Linked DNA regions of Zea mays: all the other regions are linked to region 2. A link is a contact called in public Hi-C data. All regions are on one chromosome and are shown on one strand. Each heading gives the region's core, a stretch centred on a gene start, on an enhancer-like site or on the middle of the called end of the contact. The rest is flanking DNA. Distances are from core to core; before and after follow the strand shown.

Evidence for each region. Hi-C and Micro-C count contacts between places; a contact is called where the count stands out from the background.
Region 1: a contact with region 2 is called in a Hi-C map of endosperm, with 5 times the contacts expected there. The contact joins the promoter of LOC100280217 here to the promoter of LOC100192934 in region 2. A contact is called at or near these places in 3 of 25 Hi-C or Micro-C datasets (ear, endosperm and tassel).
Region 3: a contact with region 2 is called in a Hi-C map of endosperm, with 6 times the contacts expected there. The contact joins the enhancer-like site here to the promoter of LOC100192934 in region 2. A contact is called at or near these places in 2 of 25 Hi-C or Micro-C datasets (ear and endosperm).

Annotation. Positions count from the first base shown.
Region 1 is chr5:112,890,242-112,893,460 of Zm-B73-REFERENCE-NAM-5.0, reverse strand. LOC100280217 reads left to right here and starts at 1,452. Exons shown (of 11, transcript NM_001153148.1): 1 at 1,452-1,801; 2 at 1,926-1,997; 3 at 2,079-2,159; 4 at 2,272-2,442; 5 at 2,540-2,611; 6 at 2,724-2,810; 7 at 2,910-3,008; 8 at 3,092-3,175. The coding sequence starts at 1,469.
Region 2 is chr5:113,625,361-113,628,287 of Zm-B73-REFERENCE-NAM-5.0, reverse strand. LOC100192934 (Peptidyl-prolyl cis-trans isomerase CYP95) reads right to left here and starts at 1,327. Exons shown (of 14, transcript NM_001358497.1): 1 at 1,195-1,327.
Region 3 is chr5:112,963,025-112,966,065 of Zm-B73-REFERENCE-NAM-5.0, reverse strand. No RefSeq gene overlaps it. Among protein-coding and RNA genes, the nearest start is that of LOC100280217, 73 kb to the right of the region's middle. Within about 2 kb of position 1,760, at least 20 of the 20 cell types and tissues checked have an H3K27ac peak or open chromatin away from gene starts, as enhancers often do. A contact at or near this core is called in ear and endosperm, where this site is marked.

The DNA of each region.
Region 1 (3,219 bases), core at 203-2,702, 730 kb after region 2:
TACTCTTCCTTCTAGTGACCTTGTTCACTTCTTGAGCTTCATCTTGAGCCTTGTAACTTACACCACATAACCATAGTGTTATCTCATTGGTTATAAGTCAAGTTCTTAAGTCGTGATCCTCGATGCACCATATCTCTTCTCAACTCGATCAACCTTGACTTTGCAAGTCTTCTTTTACACCCATGGCTTTAGGTTCCTCGGCCTCTTTGACCTTCTCTCCATGCACTCGGCACCTCGAAGCTCTTCTTGTGTCCATTCTTAGCTTGATCAGTTGTCTCTGAGTTACGCACACCGACTCTCACTTAAGCAATGTCCATCTTACTTGTGACGTCCATTATCCATAGACATTCCAGTCTTTGGACCATCACACTTGTTCACTTGTGTTAAACCCTGTGAGCTTTGCATTAAGCACCTGTGCAACACTTAACACACATATTAGTCCTTTAATTAGGTTGTCATCCAAACCATCAAAACCTACAAGAGAGCTTTCAATGAGTTCTAAGGCATGGAGACAAGTAACGTGTTTTACTCCTTGCTACTTCTTTCTTATGCTTATTGCTATGTATTCATTCATATCTTATATCTTCTCCCTTAAATTAACATTCGGAGAAGGGGTAATTAAAGGGAGAATGTTGCAATCTTTTAACTTGTGTTGTCTTGTTTTTGATGTCATATAGCATCGAAAACATGTGATCGGCACATATCTATTTCATTTAAACAAGGTCTACTTTAGAGATGTAAGAATTCGTAGCAACATATGGTCATCTAACTAGTCCCAACACAATATAAAGACGAATACAAAACCAAAACCATAACTGATGGCCTGTCTAAAATGTTAGGATTGTCTTAAAATCAAAAAAATTGTTCAGCACCCTCCTACTATGGGTCTACTTATTTATCTAGTGCTAAAGTTTAGCACATATTAAAATTTAGCATATACTAAACTTTTATTTAACTTTAACATTTGAGGGTTATTTGAATAAAGTACTAAACTTTAGCACATCTGATCCACGAGAAAGGGGCAGATGGTAGGGGAGTAGGGGAGAGAAAGAGATATTTAATACAAAATAGGTTGGAAACAACTTTTAACACAGCTACTCATCTCACATTTCCAGCAATAGCGAACCATCGGTGGACGGTGGCACGCGGATCTGCAGAGTACCTGCGACAAAATCATGATATGGCGAGCGCGCGTACCGAATCAGCGAATCTGCGTCATCTCCCCTCCGCAGCTGCTCGTCCGCATTTGACAATCCGCATAGGATCCTGTGTATCCGGGCAAGAACGGCCAAAAGGTAACTGACGTGGCCACTTCCCGCGCCACTCGCTACGGTTACTGCTCCCTTGTTCAAACCTGCGCCGTCCAATTCCCCATCAATGGCCCGCACCATCTCTCCCAGTCTCCATACTCCCAACTCCACCGCTGGCAAAATCCCCCAATCTTCCGCACTCTGTAACCCCGCCCGCGATGGAGGCCGCAACCGCCGCCACGGCGGCGATGATGTGGTTCCGGAAGGGCCTGCGCGTGCACGACAACCCGGCGCTGGACGCGGCCCGCCGACACGGGGCCGGCGCTGCATCCGCGCGGCTGTACCCGGTGTTCGTGCTCGATCCGCGCTACCTTCGCCCGGATGCCGTCGCGGCGTCCCCAGGTTCCGCGCGCGCCGGGGTCGCCCGCATCCGCTTCCTCCTCGAGAGCCTCAGCGACCTCGACGCTCGTCTCCGCCGCCTAGGGTCCCGCCTCCTCCTCCTGCGCGCCCGCGACGACGTCGCCGACGCTGTCTGCGCGGCCCTAAAGGACGTAAGCATCCGGCCATTTCTGGCGCCCTGGACGTAAAGCCTACTACTAGTATCTTCTTCTTTTTTCTTTGCCCTTCCAACCGTTGGCTACACAATGACGAAATCCTGAGTTCATTTTAGTTCAGTGGAACATTGGCAAGCTGTGCTTCGAGTCCGATACCGAGCCGTACGCGCTGGCCCGCGATAAGAAGGTCACGGTGAGGCTGCTGATCACTTTTCTTCACTCGCCGGTATCTGTTTTGGGTGATGTTTCCTGATGAAGTATTTGGTACTTTTAGGATTTTGCATTGGCGTCCGGCATCGAGGTGCTCACGCCCGTCAGCCACACCCTCTTCGACCCAGAAGAAATTATAAAGAAGGTGTTCGAAACTCGAATGCTTATTATACAAGTATTCAGTACCTGTTAATTGACGACTCAATGGTCACAACCAAAAAATGTGGTTAACTGATTCTGGTTTTGCCAATGTGCAGAACGGTGGTCGGCCGCCTTTGACATATCAATCCTTTGTCTCCATTGCTGGGGAGCCGCCAGCTCCCGCCATGGAGGAATACTCCGAGCTCCCACCGCTAGGAGACACAGGGGAATACGAGCTGTTGCCGGTGCCTACGGTGGAGGAGCTTGGGTACGGCGATATCAGCCAGGTAAGGGTGAAGTCACAATTGGTCTAAAGAACTAGTATGTCAGTTACTACTGGATGTCTGGATCGGTCTCTCTGAACTGCTGGATGGCCATTCGCAGGAGGAGATTCCACCATTCCATGGCGGAGAGACAGAAGCTCTGAGGAGAATGAAAGAATCGCTTCAAAATAAGGTTGTTGCTTCCGGAATAGCAATATCCTGGAATCCATCAAGTTTGTTATTCTTTGTTGTTTCCACTGGTGATCTGAAAGTGACGATCGATTCTTTTGTTCCGTTTTGAGTAGGAATGGGTTGCCAAATTTGAGAAACCAAAGGGTGACCCCTCTGCCTTTGTGAAACCTTCAACAACCGTTTTGTCACCATATCTAAAGGTATATTTGTCAATAACTCAATGCAGATGGTTGTCCTTCCCTTCAATTTATTTAGATTATAAAGTGTTAAAAACGGATTGTCATGCTGTCATGATGCAGTTTGGGTGCCTGTCTTCCAGATATTTTTACCACTGCATTCAGGATGTGCACAGGAGCGTCAGAAACCATACAAAACCACCTGTTTCATTGACAGGACAGGTGCTGTTGGACATAAAGGAACAATCTGGTTACACGGCTTCTTTACTTCGGTTCTGAGTGCATGTCTCATGTTTTTGTAACAGTTGCTGTGGCGAGACTTCTTTTACACAGTGTCTTATGGAACACCTAATTTTGATCGGATGAAAGGGAACAAAATATGCAAGCAGGTGACTCCGTTTGTTCCCAACCATTCTCCTTACAGTGATGCGCT
Region 2 (2,927 bases), core at 78-2,577:
GCACTTACATGATTAAAATAGCTGCAGAAATATACTTCTACTACTCACAACACATAAAAGCCATTTCTTTTGCAGCCTTCTAAAAGAACGTCACAAGCATGGAGTAGAGAATGTGCAGATGCAACAAGCATAATACCCAATTCTACTAGCAAAAACCAGCTTTTACAATAAATACCCATTGCAAACAAGCAACAAGGAGGCAAGACAACAAAGAACACCCAAAAACATTCATCTGGAAGTCCCTGCCCTTGTTGCAAATCACTTAATAATAATAAATCTTCACCTATATATCTATATCTATATACTATTATAATATTAAAGAGTAGAAATTTCTTCCTCCAAATTTTGGTACATCACTCTATTGGTCAGTCTGTCCCTACACTCCCACAAGCAGAGTCCTCGCCTGTTTTACTAAAAGTAGTAATATGGGATAAATTAAAGACTAGAGTCCTAATTGGTTTACTATCTCATCTGTGACCCAAACTCAAAACCTCTGATCATACGAGTTAGAATAGCAAGCGTCCAGCAACAGTACATAGTCTGATTCCAAAATGTATTGTAGCAAATGCATAAGATGTACGTCCTGTTGCAGGGCATGGGCATGTTTGCTAGTTAATAACAATGTCTTTATGCCTCTTCAAGCTTTGTACATCTGCTCCACTGCCCATGATGGAGCTAGGATTATATGACTTTGGGGCCTAACTAAGTTATTCTACTAACCAAATATAAACCATGCACTAAAGTTCTTGTTGATCTCAAAGGTTTCAACGAAAAAAATGGATCATGAGGGTCATTCATTCGGCATGCCCCCTGCCAGCCCCCTACTGACTCCGAGACCACTGTTGTCTACAACACACGGCGCCAGCCAACACTCACTTGAGTAATCAGTAATCAGGCAGAGCAGCATCCAAGTGCAACGACAGGAATCTAGGCAAACAATCCCGGCCCCAGATCAGGATCCATGCACCAAACCGCAAACCTGAAGACACCCTACAAACCCACAAAACCCTACCGCAAACACAGTCCACAACCCTAGAATCTCCTCCTGGTCCTTCCCATCCAAACCTGAGAGCCCAAACGCGCATGAAACGATCTGGTCACACAGATCGAAACGCGCAAGCCATCCCCGCGGCGCTCGATCCCGCGACGACGAGGTATAGGGGAGCAGAGCGGGTAGAGAGAGAGAACACGAACCGCAAGGGGAGACTCCGGTGGCTCGACGCGCTGATCGCGTCGGCGCGGTGCGAGGGCCTCGTGATAAGGTGGCGAGGATATGTGCTCGCTCGGGATCGGAGAGCAGCCGCAGCGCCGCGGGAGGCACCACCACGCGGCCGCACAAGCGGAGTGAGGTGGGGGGATAGGAGGGTGGAGGGGAGGAGCGCAGCGGCCGCCACGCAAAGTATTACCCTACGCTCCCTGTTCTGCGAGCCCTGAGACGGGCCAAGTACAGTTCTGCCCGAGCCCCCCGATACATGGAACGTTGAATGCTAGTCCTAGATGCACGTGGGCCTGAGAGGCATGGGCCTCTGGAGGCGGTGGCAGTAAACGGTCGGGCGACGTGGGCCCAGGGACCAGGATGGGAGATCTATCGGGGCGCCATGGATTTTTGTTTCCACATGTCACACGGCCGCGAAAATTCCGCCCCGCGCACCGACTTATACAGGGATTTCTTTTTGAGAAATTAATATTACTATTCATCTAATCTGACTAGGACTTGAACTAGAGACCTCGCAGGTTGGGAGAGAATTAATAGACTATTTTTAGAACGATTCATCCCTCCCAAACACAGCATACAAGTCTTATATCTTATCTATACTTAAAGCACCAGTTTTAACGGTCGTCATACGTCATCTTCTTACAAATAATCTCTCACAGCTATTTCAAATTAATCAGCTGCACGTTTATATAGATGGCTAAACGGCGTCCGGCACGAGCTAGACGCAATTATGGCCCGGGCACGTCATGCCGGCCTGCTAACTGTGTCGAGCCAGCTCGTTAGCCCGTCGATCCATTTAATTAAATCAACGTAAAATGTTAAAAAACAAAAACGATGCAGGAGGTGGGGTTCGAACCCAAGTCCTGATGGAAAAAGGACGAGAAACACTGGGTGAAGCTGTCTAACCAGTAGAACATCATGCTAAGATGTTTTTAATATTGAATATAAATTGTATATAGGTATATACTTTTTTTGTAAAATAAAAAAATAATGGTGTTGGGTCGGGCCAGCACTACGGGCTGTGGCTACAGCCCAAGCACGGCACGACGTTCTTGGCTCTTGCAAACATTAGGTTGTTTCTGAGACCACATTGGCGCAATGGACTACATGGTGTTTGAGGTTGCTGAATTGGATGGAGCAACAATGATTTATCACACTAACAACAAAATAAAATGTTATTGTTGGTTTTAAACGTTAGTAATTGCTACGAAGTAGCATAATTTATATGGAGTGCATCCAGTTTTTATTGATGCCTGACTTTAGCAATCACTCCATATTTTGATCTATCTTTTTTATAAGTTTGACTTCATGAGACTTATTTTAGAAACTTGAGCTCACAAATTTTGTCTTATTTGGTCTCTGTATGATGGAATTATGTCATTTTATAATCTCTGTTCATTCATCAGTCATTGTGAACTCTTTCTAATCACTCACTTCATTGGTCGTGTTGTACCAAGACATATTACATGGAGTAAACAATAACATCAATTAGCCAAATCAAAAAAATATTATACAGAGAGCGGAGGCAATCAATAAAAAATCTTCAATTTTTTTATGGATAGTTTACATGGGTATTATTGTAAGCCGTCGCAACGCACGGGCAACCGACTAGTACTATACTTAAAGCACCAGTTTCAACGGTCGTCACGCGTCATCTTTTTACAAATAACCCCTCACATTTATTTTAAATTAATTCGTTGCACGCCTATAT
Region 3 (3,041 bases), core at 511-3,010, 660 kb after region 2:
GTTTTAACCTAACAGAGGTTCTGGCTTACCTACACCATATAATCCATCCTATCTCAAAAGATTCTAACATATCCTAATAATATATATCCTACCCTCGTGGATCTATCTAACTTAAACTAGTCTAATCTAGTTATATCCAATCTAATCTAGACCCTACCTAATCTAATATGATCCAATCTAAAGGGAGTTACTTAAACAAGTTAGTTAATATTGGTAACATAGATTAGACCATATTCCTATAAATGGGTTTTAGACTTAAATTGGTGTCTTAGACCAACTTGTCCGTGAAACCACGACCTAGCCTATGTTATAGGTTGCCCAACCCATTTATCCCAAAAGCAAAGTAAAACTCTATTTAACCTACCTACTCCATGTACCCACAATTGTTATTCCAACTCAGATAATGGCATCTAACACCATGACCGATGGTCCCTAAATCAGACCCAAGAAGAAGGTTAACCTCGACAATGAAGGATATGAGTAGAAACAGATCTTCAGGTGAATCAAGATCCACCACCCGGAATAAAAGTCTCCCTTACCTAACTTTCTCTTACCCCCAAATCTTCTCTACACTCACCTAATAGCTAAAACCTGATGTACCCTTGTTTTCTATGCTACACCTGCTAATGGCATGAAAATTTTAGGTGTATAAAAAATATATACTAATTGGAAGTTCCACTTAGAAAAAAGATACTAGAACTTCATAAAGATAAAGTCAGCTTGATATGCTTAACTAAATGATATTCTTAAATAGGATTATAGAATCTAATGTGATCTAATCTAATGTGATCTATTTTAAACGGATTAGTGATACTGGTAGAAGAGTTTAGATCCTACTAGCCAGGTGTATAAAAAATATATACTAATTGGATTAAATGAACTAACCTTTTTGCAAGCCAGTTAATACTCATAATAATGATAAAAGGGTAACTGAGAGAGTTATCTCATACTAGATTTTTACTGCATATTCTAAAGAGTTTGAAATTCAAACTTGACGTTGATTTAAAAGTGAAATAGGAAAAATAAATCAGAAAAAAAGAAAAGAAACTCACCCAAACATGCTGGGACGAAATCTCCTAGATCGGGCCCACTTTGGCAGCCTCCCCGCACGACTACGTCTCCTTGCCATCACTTGCGTGTGGGCCCGGTGGGCAGAAGCTTCTTCCCCGGATCTCGCCGCGCCGCACGTAGGAAGTGGAGAGTTTGTTTGAGGTCGAATCGAACGGACCTAGTTGCTTGCGCCTCTGGGGTATATAGGTTGACCCCCCTTGACCATTGAGGAAGCACCGAAGCCATCGGGTGGAGCAGAGCTTCATCAATCAAGCAGAGGGGAGAGAGAAAGGGAGAGAAGCCGCCATCACTGTCCCAGGCCTAGGCTGGTGTTCCAACCCCTGCGAGTTGCTCGGGGGCTTCGCCGAAGCTTGTGGGATCTCGCCATGACATCGGATTTTGGAGGAGCGTTCGGACACTGTGGATTTTCCCCGCCGCTGTTGTAGGGCCACCATGCGCCGGGACCTGTGAACTCCTTGTTGCGATTTCCGGTGAGATCACGACCTACTAATTCCTCATCGGCTCCTTCACATAATGCGTCTAGTGAATCAAAGTTTTGGGCTCTAGCTTGTTGGGGGAAATCGCGGCCATGGCGCCACCGTGGGAAACTTGTGTGCCGCCGTTCGTCCGGTCGGCCGGGGAGGCAGGCACGTGCGGGCCACCCGATCCTATCTGGACGACTTCGATTTGATCGGTTCAGAGTAGTGATCTGGCCGTTGATTTTGTGATGAGCGGGTAAGATCAAAAAGTGATACCAGATGGGTTCAAATGAGGCCGTGTCATTGGATCGAGATCTCACGCGTTAGAATTGACCGCGACACTTTAAACTCGGAGCCATCGGATCTAGATCGGGCGGCTCTGGGCGCGTACCTGTTCGATAAAGTGAAGATTTAATCTGGGCCGCGTGTTTCGGATCCAACAGCTCAGAAAGACTCGTACCCCTTCACCCAGACGTTTTAGCATATGATCCCCTCGGTAATTTGAAAATGAACCCGCCATCCACACTTTGTGTTAAGTAGTTACAGAAAGGCCCTGATTTCTTTGATTTAGACCCCTGAACTTTTCTATAATTGTGGCCGCAGTCCAAGTAACTCAGAAATCTATTAAATTAAATACAAAAATCTTTTTAATGCAATATAACGTCCCAAACTTAGGAAATTCATAACTTGATGAATTTAGCTCCAAATTGATCCATTCCAGTTGCAATAATTTTGTTTTAATATTGTTCATCATCTAGTACCTTTGTTTAGCCATGAAACTTAAAATAACATTATTCACTTGAATTACTTTATTGTAGGTACCAAATAACTCCAGAAAATCATAACTAATTTATTTTAACTCTATTTCAATCCGTTCAAGTTGCGCTAGCTTCATATGAATATTTATTATGCAGTAACAGTATTAATGATACCTATTGCATAATTTTATAGTTAGATATTTGTTTAACCTATGTTAGTAGATTTACCCCTTTTAATCAAAGTTAATCTGTCTATAATTATAAGATGACTAAAACAAGATTTATAATTAAGTCATAACTTAAATTAAGGTTGAAATTAGTTATTGGGATATCTTTCCCACATAGTTCATAATAATCAACATAAAACCTAGTTTTCCGGTTTAATCACATAAATCCTTAGAAAATCATAACTTTATAATCGTAACTCCGTTTTTGGTAATTCCCAAACCCACGATCTCGTAGCAGCGCATAGATTATTATTATGTAGTTTGTTATTATGTTTGGTGTGATGTTAATTTTGTTTATACCATGTTTGTTTATAATGCTACGACTAGTAGTGAGGTCACGAGAATCTGAAGACCATCCTAGAACCTGGAATCTCAAGTCCCAGGCAAGTTGTGCCCTTGATCACTTTTATTTACCCATTAATGTTCTCTATAATCATTTATTCAGGCATAGGTTTAATTTTGATGGGACCCAATAGGTCACCCTAGTCTGCTTATCTTTTACCTTGTTCACCCCTGAATCATTTGGG